Regions from separate parts of the Zea mays genome. Here region 1 is linked to region 2. The links are chromatin contacts, called in public Hi-C maps. All regions are on one chromosome and are shown on one strand. The core of a region is the stretch at or near the end of the contact, and the rest is flanking DNA. Distances in the headings are between cores, read along the strand shown.

Region 1 (5,641 bases), core at 1,643-4,142, 640 kb after region 2:
TTTCATTTTCCCAAGGGAAATTAGTTCATTTTCCCTTGGGAAAATTGAAATTTATTGGAAAATCGGTGTTCCCAAACTAGCCCTAACTGCAGAGTTTTTTTTTTGTTCTTAGAGGATTGCGTCTTACCTGTTGTTATTTCTATTGGTGCTTAGGTATGAGCTGTTTATGGAGGCCTTCGATCACATATCTAAAGGCATCGACAAAATCTATAAGCAGCTGACAAAAAGCCATACACATCCACTCGGAGGAACAGCATATTTAAATCTAGAAAATGAAGACGAACCGTTTCTTAATGGAATCAAGTACACAGCTATGCCACCTACCAAGCGGTTTAGAGATATGGAACAGTTATCCGGTGGGGAGAAGACTGTTGCAGCACTGGCTTTGCTTTTTGCCATTCACAGGTAAAATGTTTCTAGTATTTTTCTTTCTTAGTTAGTTCAGAGCCTGCAGACGTCAGATTTCTCCATCATTGATAGTTTTATCTGCATAAATCACTCAAGACCCACTTGTTTCCTTCACGTTCCAGTTTCGTTAGTATTGAAATATTTATGTTCGATGCTTCTTAAGTACCTCTTGGGTATTTGGGTATGCCAAGACCAATAAATTAGCACATGAAGTTTTCAGAATTAGCATTTACTGGCCTTCCCAGGAGTTTGATAAGGGTAAAGCACTGTTATAGGGGAAATATATATATATTTCTGCATGTTCACCTCTTGCCTCACCTTGTGCCTCAATCAAATCACTTAAAAGTTTTGTGGCAATTTCAGTTTTAGGCCATCACCGTTCTTCATATTGGACGAAGTAGATGCTGCTCTGGACAATTTAAATGTGGCCAAGGTTGCCGGGTTTATCAGATCAAAATCATGTGAACGTGTTGGTGATGAACAAGGCAGCGATGGCGAGAGTGGTTTTCAGAGCATAGTTATATCTCTGAAGGACAGTTTCTATGACAAGGCCGAGGCACTTGTTGGTGTTTATAGGGACTCAGAACGAAGGTAGGTCGGGTATGCATTACTGCACCTGTCTTATTTCCTGTGCGCATGCTTAACACAGTGATTGGATGTGCAGTTGCTCGAGGACTCTCACCTTCGACCTGAGAAAGTATAGGGAATCGTGAAGCAGCTTTTGTTGAATGTTTGTACTATGTGTGTAGTTGCCTGCTCCATCAGCTTGCTAGATAGCTGTCGTGAGCCTTCGATGTTTTAACTATCTGTATACTCCTAGTCCTACATAAGTGCTAGCTGAACAAGGACCCTGAAATATTCATTTGGTAGGTGGATAACTGATGTTTCGAACACGCATAAACTTTTTTACCTGTTGTATGAAGCCATTTCTCCGAATTACTATAATCTGTTTAATTATTTCGTGGTGTTCAATTTATCTCCACGGTTCGCTCAGTAGTCACTTGCTGAAGTGTGCAGTGGGCTAATGGCGTACGCATCTGTTTTTGCCGATACTAAAGCACAAATTTATGGACATTTGCGAGCAAGTCTTGTCCCTTTTTTGTATCCATGCTTATCATAAAGTATAAAAATAGAAGATGAGATGAAACTTAATTGTGCTAGGAGGGGAAAAAAGATAGAAATTACAGTAATAGGCCGGTCAAATCAATGGTTAATCTAGAGAAAAAGAGAATTGCAGTATTCATCGACCGAGCGATCAAGGCCGTGAATAATCGGCGGAAACCTGGCACTGTAGCTGCCCCTGCAGCTTCTTGGTTGTCCTTCGCTGCTCCGGTTGCGACAGACTCTGGAAGCCTGAGGCCCTGCTGGTGCTCAAGGACAAGGAACCGAGCAACCTGGCGGACCATGTGCCGCTGGTGCTGTCCTTCACCGAGTGGGCGTCCCAGGCGTCGTCCATGAGCCCCTGGTGCTGCTGCTGGTCCTCGCCGTCGCCTTCGTCCACTGTGGCTGCCCACCTGCTGCCGCTCTTGTAATTCGACGAGGCGGCCCAACAGTCGTCGTCGGCCGTGTAGGCGTCGCATTTTTTGTCGTGGCGGTAGTCGGCGTCGGGGGCGCAGGTGAGGCACATGGTAGGGCTGTCGGAGTAGTGGGAGCCGCCGCCGAAGGACCAGGTGCGCGAGGTCCTGGAGGAGGCGGAGGACGACGCCGAGGACGGGGAGGACGACGACGTCGGGCTGCCGAAGCCCCCGCCGCCGCCGTGCACCTCGTGGGAGACCCTGCGCCGCGCCTCCCTGAGGCGGTCGGCGTCCGTGAGCAGCGACAGGACGCTGTCGGTCCGGCGCTGCATGCAGGCGCCCCAGTCGAAGCCCTTGTCGTCCACGTAGTGGAAGCTGCGGAGGTCGTGCATGGCGCGCACGTCCGCCAGGAACTCGCGGGGCAGGTCCTCGGGGCCGTGGGTCAGCAGGAACTCCAGCACCACCAGCGCCTTGTACACGGGGCGCCACTCCTTCCAGTCGGCGGCGCGGCTCAGCCTCTGGTGCAGCACCTTGGCGATCCTCCACAGGTCGTCCATGTCGAAGGCGGCGTCTGCGATGCACGCCAGCGTCTTGGCGTCGGGGACGCAAGGCTCGTTGTTGGTGGCCTCCTGGGCCAGCCTGCACGCACGCATGCCTGAGTATCCATCCGATCACATCACCATGCATCACCCTATACCATCCAGTGTATCGTCAGGCACTCACAGCTCTGCCGGCGTCACGTCGCCCAGCGCCAGCCTCGCCTGCTTGTACTTGTCCTGCAGGAACCCCGACGCCTGCCGTTTCACCTGGCCGGCCAGCAGCTGCCACCGCGCCGTGCTTGCGGCCATCGCCGTCGTCAGTCAGCCCGTCCTAATTGGAATCGATCCAGCTGCCAGTCTCAGCAGGCAACTGAATGAATCTATCTACCAATCCCAAACCCAAACGCATGCTGCATGGATGGTGGTGGCGGAGAATGCATGGGGATGAGATGGCCGGAGACACAAGGCGCGGTCGTGGGACGGACGGATGGATGGATGGCCGAGGCCGGCCGGGCATGCATGCGCGACTTTGGTTGCGCAGCGACTAAGCCAAGCCAGCCACCCGCCAAATCGCGCGTCGTTCTCGGCGCCGCATGCAGCCGGGGCGGACCTGTTGCTTCCACCTCCATTCATCAGTCGCCGCTCATCATGGTAATTTGGAACCTCCCAACTATTTACGCGAATTCGATTTGTTTTTTTGGACTCTTTTAAACTTTTTAAGCCCTACCTCCGTGGATGGTTTAAAAAAGAACAGTTTTGGCTATATCTACATGACACCAGGCAGCCAACCAGGAAATAAATGGTTTCATATCTGCTGTCTTTGTTCCTTTGTTTGTTTAGAATTATTTGATCTTATATGGCCTCCCAAAATTTAAAGCTAACAGAGGATTCAGACGAGGATATATCCTTGTAGACCGCGGAGTGAATCATCACACAGTCCATGCAAATTGCGAGCAATGTTTCCTCAGAAGTAATGTCTTGCTTAACCATCAAGATGTGCAATGAAAAATCAAGTTCTGATTGCACATTAACAGCGTATATCATGTGATTTAACTTGTAGCAACACTATCGCCTCCAAGAGGCATCAGCTAACAACATTCAAACAGAACCAAACGCTTTCTCATTTGTCATCACCATCAATACATCATAGTCAACTTGCACACTAGAAGCGTATAAGAGCATCTCCAACAACGTGACTTATAAAGATACCATATAATTTAAAAATGAGTATATTTTATAGAATTTATGGTATCAATAAAACATTCCGCTCCAACAGTAAAAACCTCAAATCTAGATTATAGGGCAGCCCACTGTGGTGTAGTATATTTGAGGCACTTGAGAGGATGCCCTATAGTTTTTGACCAAATTTTATGAAATGAGACATTGTTGGAGTAGTTTTTCCTGCGTAAAACCTTATATTTCAATTTGAAATACTAGTTTGAGGCATTGTTAGAGATGCTCTAATCGAGTAGGAAGTCAATTTGTTTTCAAGAGAGTTGTAATCACTTGACGTAACTTTCTTGAATTTACTAAAATCTTTTCCTTATAAAAAATGTCAGGCTCCATATATTTTCTAAAATCATGCTCTATATTGTAGCATCTAGCTCAGAAAATATAGAATGATTTTAGAAAAAAGAAAGTGAAACCGATTTCATATTTTTTGGACTCATCAAACTTTCTATGTTTTTCCTAATAATAAATGAGTTTTTATATTTTTTTCAATGCATATTTATTCCAACAATTAGGTGGATATTTATTTGAAAAAAATACGCATTCCTTTTTATAAAGTATAATTGATTCCCAAAGTATCACAAAAATCTAATTTACTTCCCTCGTGGCTGATTTGATTTACCTCATAACTGATGTGGTGCTACTATTGCCTTCTCTTAGCAGATGTGGTGCCACTATGGCAGCTGATATAGTTGAGAAAAGTAAACGAGCCAAGCCTAACAAGTGTCCAGCCCAGCCCTTAGATGCAGCCATTTGGTTGCAAGGAAATCCTACCACGAGCGCCACAAACATAGCATACACACTGTTATTCAAGTTGAAATTCGATTACAATGACAGATTTATTCAGAAAAGGCAGTAGCATTCTGCAACAACTAATCGTTTGTGCCACTGCTCTGGATTATTTACCGGGAACCCAACAACAAAACAGCCCATACAGGCAAGATGGAAGCACAGATTAAAAAAAGAAAGGCACGTAGCACCTAGTATCACATTGTACACTGGTTTTGTGAACAGCACAAGCATACGTCTCTACCATCTGAAATCCATCCCATAAATACACAAGGCCAAAGTTGAACCCCAAGAGTAGCTGCCGCGAACACCCCTTCAAACTAATCGATCTTGACATTCGAGTACAGGAGGGTGTCCCTGGTAAGTGGCATGTTCATAAGCAAGCAAACCTGCACAGATAGCACAACAGTTTAGAATTTGGGTATGTGAGTTAAACAACTGTAGAAACGCATCTCAAGTTTAATGCAGGAGGATATGTGAGTTGTCCTCACCCCTATGAGAGTTGAAACAAGCAGGATGATCCCTGTAATCCATGCCAAGCTCTTTCGAACAAGTACGACAGAGGCTATGTCTGTAGTCTTGCTTGCTTCTTCTAGCCGTCTTGAAATGTGCAGTGAAGATGGTGCGTCAATTATGGATCCTAAGGATGATGGAGCCTCATTTGTGGATATTACCAGCCCAACAATTTTCCCTAATTAGTTGTCACAGTCAAAAACAGATTTTCGTCAGTGTATATAGTATCTTATATTAAAGGTATAAAAGGTGCATTAATTTGCAAAAGGTAGATGCAGTGTTTGAAACAAGTGAGTGTAAGTTTAGTCCAACTTCACTATAGACAGATTCTCTGTAGGAGGGACCAATACCCTTCTCTGTACAATTCCAAACAAGATACAATATATGTATGAAACAACAGAAATTTTAAAATTATTGAATGCTAGAGTTCTTAATTCATTCATCAGAATAGAGAACAAAACAGAACCTACAGTTGCAAAAAAAAGACCTATAGTGCGTAGCATGGAAGAGTTCACTACAGGGCACTCATAAGTAGGGGTGGTAATGGATCACGATCCAAATGTTTCTTCACAATTCGTTTACGCCCTTAATTAATTTTAGTTAAAAAATGAATAGAAATAGATCCCAATCCTTAAATTTTATAGTGTC
Region 2 (5,787 bases), core at 2,606-5,105:
GGCCAGTACGTACTACTCCACCGCGCAACGGGAGCTCAGCTCAGCTCAGCGAATCCCTCCGGCTCCCGTGCCGGCCCCCCACGGCCACGGCAGGCGTACGCCCCCTCGACCATCCTGTGGCGGCCAGGCCATCGCCGGCCGCTCGGCCTAGCCAGTACCCAGTAGGCGGACAGCCAGCCGGCCCAGGCCCCGTCTGTCTCCGTGACGGAGTGCCGCGCCGCGCCGAGGGACCCCCGGCCCCGTGCGCGCACGGCACGGATCGGTGCCGTGGTCCACGCCGGTCTACAGAGCCCACTAGCCCGCCGCCAGCTCAGGCTCAGGCTCAGCGGTGCCCGGTCGACCACTCCTGCCACCTTCACTCCTCTCTTCTCCCAAGCTAGTCCCCAGCCGCGCAGTAGTAGAGAACAAAAGCTTGCACTATCCATCAGAATTCAGATCCTGCATGCGCGCCCACCGGCCAACCGCCCACAGCACAGCATGCACGGCACGGCGCACTTGCCCCGCTCCGCGCTGACGCGGGCCGTGCGCGCGCGTGCGTGCTTCCCCGGATTGGCCATTAAGGAAGGGGGCGGGCGGGGGGATTCAGTAATGGCGGGACGCGCCAAAGTACAGCACGGTCGAGGAGGCGACGGGAGAGGAAACCATATGCACCTCCGTCCGCATTGCGTTGCGTTGCGTTGCGACTGCCGCATGCGCGCGCTTTTCACTCCACACCGTCCGTCCCCAGCCTAGCGTGCGTGAGCGTGCAGACGATCGAATGCCGAGGAAGAAGGCCGCGACGGCGGGTACCGGACCGGGTACGTTCGTGTGGAAAGCCTGCGTGCGCAGCGCAGGGCCGGGGGAGGGAGCGTCCGCCGCATGCGACGCCCGGAGCAACAAAGGCAGCGCGCGGAAAAGGCCAGGAGAGAGAGAGAGAGAAGAGAGAGAGAGAGAGAGAGAGAGAGAGAGAGAGAGAGAGAGAGGAAGCTAGCGCAGATCGTCCTCGTGCTTTAACTTTCTTCCAAAACAAAGATGGAGCTAACAGGTAGCTAGGGAGCTTGCAAGGCTGGCAAATCTCTCTGGCTGCTTTGGCCTCCGCTCTCCTAGCTCCATACGGATCGGAGACGCCATGGACGACGCTTTCCTGCTGCGCATATCGCATGGCGAAGAATGTAGCCATAAATGCTGCGCCGAGGGCCACAACCGGAATTGAATGCGGAACTCGGCAGCTCGCTCGCGCGCGCCTACTCTCGCCACCAACAAGTGGGAGTAAAAGCGGAAAGGAGGAGGATGCCGAAACTTAATAAAAGCGAGGAAGGAGACCACTAGCTAGCTTCATTGATCAGCTCATATATGCTGCTACGGCGCCCCTCACGCGTCCATCAGCGTTTACTGCGGGTCTGCAGCAGCTAGCCTTCGATTCGCTGCCTGCTCCCAAATTGTGCAAGGGAGCATCAAATGTGTTACGGACCCGAGCAGTGCCAGTGACATTGCAGCAGTGAAGCTGGTCGCCCAGCATTAACTTAGTACGTAGTAGAGAGAGAGAGAAGATGTTGAGAAGCAAATGGGGCTGGTTATGGAGAGACGGACGGATCAAGAACAGGTCACAGTACTCCTAGTTACTACTCTCCTGCCACACTCCGGTGACGCTGGAAAGCGCATGCGCCAGTGCGCCGCTGCTAGCCGCTTGGCATGTGGTCAAGGCAGTGGCAGGCTAAGCTGCTGTAGGAGACTAGAGGCATGTTTGGTTTCCTACCTAAGGCGCCACAATCTGCCTAACCTTAGGCGCTCGAATTGAAGAACTAAAGTTAGGCAGAAAAGTTTGGCACATTGTGGCGTCTTAGGCACCAAACCAAACAACCCCTAGGAACAGACGCTTCTGAGTTCTGATCGATGATGAACTTGCCTCTGCCCTAGCTGCAGCCAAAGCCTGCCTGGGTGGTGGACGGACGACGGACCCAGGACAGGAGCCCTGGCCGCGGAGTGAAAAAATAATCCCGGCTCTCGACAAGTCCCAAGCACGAGGAGGGGCGATGCATGCAACCCAAATCCCCAGACACGATCTAAATTTTAAATTGCAAACACAAAAGCGACTCGTACATCTCCAAGATCCATCCAAATCGGCAAATGGCCATGCCCTGCCCTCCTCCTTCCCAACACCAACGTCATGATCGTCTCATCTACGAAACACACACACACACAGCCAAAGAAGTACAATAAAATAATGAAGATGACAAGAGAACAACGGCCGTCTTCTCCATCGTAGCTAAAATCCAAGAACTGCTGCTCGCTACTGACCTAAGTAGCTAGCTTACATTTCTAGCTAAAACTCTAAAAAAAGGAAGGCAAGGAGAGGAGTACCCCCAAAAAAAAAAGGCTAGCAAGCAATACGGTGCTGAGAAAGAGAGGAGGAGATCCATGATGCAATGCGATCAGTGGTGGTGTACCTAGCTAGCACACAGTGCAGGCGCCGGCGCGAAGCGAATGGCCGGCGGTCGGTCATGGCTTCTTGCCGAGGGTGTGCTTGTTGTTGTGCATCCACACCTTGAGCACGTGGCGCTTGACGCAGACCTCCTCGCAGAACTGCTGCACGGCGGCCTCGTCGTGCTTCTGGATGCGCCACCCCAGCCGCTCCGCGAACGCCAGCATCCGGTCCTTCTGCTCCTGCGTGAACTTGGTGCGGAACCGCTTCTTGCCGGACCCCGAGCCGCCGGACGAGCCCCCCGACGGGCCGCCGCCCGGGCCCAGCGACATGCCCATCATGGGCGCCACCACCATGGGGCCGATCAGCCCGGACACGTCGTCGCCCTCTTCGCGCCCCAGCGAGTGGGAGGTGGACGGCAGCGCGAGCGGGCGCTGCATGTGCCCGGCGGCGGCCGCCAGCTGCTGGTGCAGGAAGTACCCGGCAGGGGTGCGGTAGTAGGGGGAGAACTGGTGGTGGTGCGCCGCCACGGCGGCGCCGTAGGCTGTGATGGCGGCCGGGGACAGGGCGGCGGCGGGATCGGGCGGCGCGACGCCCCCGCCTCCCGCTGGCGAGTTGTCGGACTCCTTGCGGTGGAAGTTGCGGTGGCAGCCGCAGGCCGCGCAGCGCAGCGCGTCGATGGAGCCCTCCTCGCCAGCGGCCATGAATTCGCCGCAGCCGTCCACCGCGTGCCCGCCGATGCCGACCGCGTGGTTCTTGAGGCACTCCCGGTACCTGGTGGCCCCGCCACCGCCTGCGCCTGCGCCTGCGCCTGCGCCTCCTCCCCCGAAGCCGCCTGCTGGCGGCGTCCTGAAGCTCCCGGCTCCAGCAGAATCCCCGTGCTTCGGGGTCTCGCCGCCTCCTCCGCCCAGTCCCAGCCCCGGCTGCATCGGCGCATCGTAGCTCGAGCTCACGGGCATCGGCGTCATCTCCTCGTCGCCGTCATCGTGCTCGTCGAAGTCCATGGCGGCTGACCTAGTCGGCGGCTCGTCGGCACACGGGGGAGCTTGTTTGCTATACTAGCTAGCTACTCCTACTTTGCTTTTTCCCTTCCGACTTCCAGTAGGTTCTTTGCCGAGGTTAACAGCGAGAGCTTACTACCACACATCTAGCTACAGGAGAGGGTTTGTGTTGTTCTAGCTGCTGGGACTCGTAATAGGGGAAGAGAGAGAAAGAGAGCAGACCGTGAACTGTGCACACTCCCCTGCTGCTAATTTTGACGCATCGGCAGCGGCACTGCTGCGCGGCAGCAGCCTGCAGCAGCCTGCAGGCAGGCAAGCGGCTGCTGTGCCTGTGCCTGTGCCCTTGGGGAGATGATGTAGCCACACAAACACATCTCTCTCTCTCTCTCTCTGCTTCTCGCTCTACTACTACCAATCTAGCCGTGTCTCCTGGCTACGCGCACCTGTCGCCCTGTGGCGAGAGCGAGAGCGAAAGGGTGGTGTCGCTTTGGCTCCTGTTTATATCCTGTTTATGCTGCGGTTGGGATATGGCTCCAGCCCGGTTTAAAATGGGGTTACTGATCTTGCTGAAGGCTCGAGCTCTTTTCCTCGCTGGCCTACTGATTAGGTTATTGACATCAACTTACTCTTAGTGGTCCACGTAATCATATTCAAACTTTATTCTACGAACAATACAATTTACAGTAAAAACAGTATTTTGGGTAATGATACGGGTGAATCGCACTATTTTGGGTAATGATACGCGTAAATCGCACGTATATGTACAAAGGAAGAGAGTACGTAGATCATTATTACTGTACACACGAACGTATCTTCGTGATGATCCCTGTTTCAATGCCCGGCCGGTTAGTACGCCATAGCGAATTATACCCTCAGCTTATATGTGTAGTGGAGCTGCTAATATGTTTCGACGTGGGTAGACCTGCACCTGCATAGAAAAGAGCAGGCAGTATCTCTCTATAGCCATGTTAATGAAACAACGCTAGAAGATTCGCGCACAAAGAGTCCAAGTCCGTCCCAAACATTATATAAATATAAATGATTTACATTTTCTCATTCTTGTTTTTGGATGTACCTCCCTTCTTTTGCCGTACATTTACGAAGCTGCTAGGTCACGATAGATATACTTAAAGTCTTGTACGTTCTGCAATTTCTTCAGTTTTCTGGGTCTCTTCCAAAGTAGCATGAGACTCTTTCTCATTTTTCTGATAGCTTCGTCAGCTACCTCTCGGCCATCTCTCAACCAGACTTCGGAATAAAACTTTCCACTTAGCGCAGCGGCTTCGGCCGAAGGGTTCTTAATGTCGTTGGCTGAGATCGAGAATCCTGGCTAAACCACAGTCTTTGCATACTCGCAGAGCCAACCTTCTCAAGGAGTGACACAGCTCCGCAGGCGCCGATGAAGGCGTATAAGTCTCCCCTATCACCGAGAATCTCCTCAAAACCTTCGGCTTCGCCGCTAATCCACCGAATAACTCAATCAGGATAGCCACGAATAAAATTTTGCCCCGTAGAGAACGCACCAATTTTGGCAAAGCTATCTTCCAATTTATTACAACATTCCAGGGCAACATTGTAGCATTCCTCTTTTGCTTGACGAAGCTCCTCGACATTTTTTTGAACTCTCAGCCGTTGAGTATCAGATATTTCGCGCTTTATTTGCTCGACATTGAAATTTTCAGTCACTTCATCGAGTTTCTTTTTCAATCCTTGCACTTCAGATCTGTGCAATTCTACTTGAACAAATAGCGCATACTCCAAGTCAGCAATGCGCTTCACATTTTTTGTTGCTTCATTTCAAACACCTTTACCCTCTGCTCTGCTTCGGAAAGGCTAGAAAGCCTAGCTTCACTAGATTTTAATCTTTCCACCAAAGAGAGCAGGATCTTATCCTTCTCGAGAGCTTCGTTTCTCAAAGTTATAACCTCCGAACGAAGGTTTCTAATTGCCATCTGATTGCTCTCATCTTCTGCATCTTTCTGAGCCTTTAAAGCTTTGCTAAGAATTAGACCCTGACAAACAAAGAATGTACAAATAACGATAATAATTATCACCACAAAATCGTTCATCATAATAAAAATTACCAAATATGAAGGCAAAATAAACAAACTTTCAGGCTGTTATAAGCGAGACTATCTACAAGTTGGTCCTTCGTCATTACAGACAGACCATGCTCAAGCTTCAGGTATCCCATGTTGTCCATCATTTCCCGGCAAACATCAATCTCCTTCCTGTCTGGTAGACAGTAAAGGAAGTCGTCTTCGTCGCTCCCTCTATAAACTAAGGATCCCCAAGGGTATTTAAGATTCCTTGCATAATGTTGCACTTCGGCAATTTGATCTTCGGATAGTTGCTTCCCCGAAGCATGACGAACAATATATTTTG

What was found. Hi-C and Micro-C count contacts between places; a contact is called where the count stands out from the background.
Region 1: a contact with region 2 is called in a Hi-C map of tassel, with 2.1 times the contacts expected there. The contact joins the promoter of LOC100277273 here to the promoter of LOC100283050 in region 2. A contact is called at or near these places in 1 of 25 Hi-C or Micro-C datasets (tassel) and 1 of 3 datasets of contacts at active chromatin or transcription factors (leaf).

Annotation. Positions count from the first base shown.
Region 1 is chr1:205,866,899-205,872,539 of Zm-B73-REFERENCE-NAM-5.0, forward strand. LOC100277273 (ENTH/VHS family protein) reads right to left here and starts at 2,893. Exons shown (of 2, transcript NM_001398925.1): 1 at 2,646-2,893; 2 at 1,504-2,561. The coding sequence starts at 2,770. The coding sequence ends at 1,664. LOC100276220 reads right to left here. Exons shown (of 11, transcript NM_001150061.1): 10 at 4,972-5,171; 11 at 4,534-4,869. The coding sequence ends at 4,801.
Region 2 is chr1:205,230,413-205,236,199 of Zm-B73-REFERENCE-NAM-5.0, forward strand. LOC100283050 reads right to left here and starts at 3,856. Exons shown (of 1, transcript NM_001155952.2): 1 at 2,100-3,856. The coding sequence starts at 3,405. The coding sequence ends at 2,479.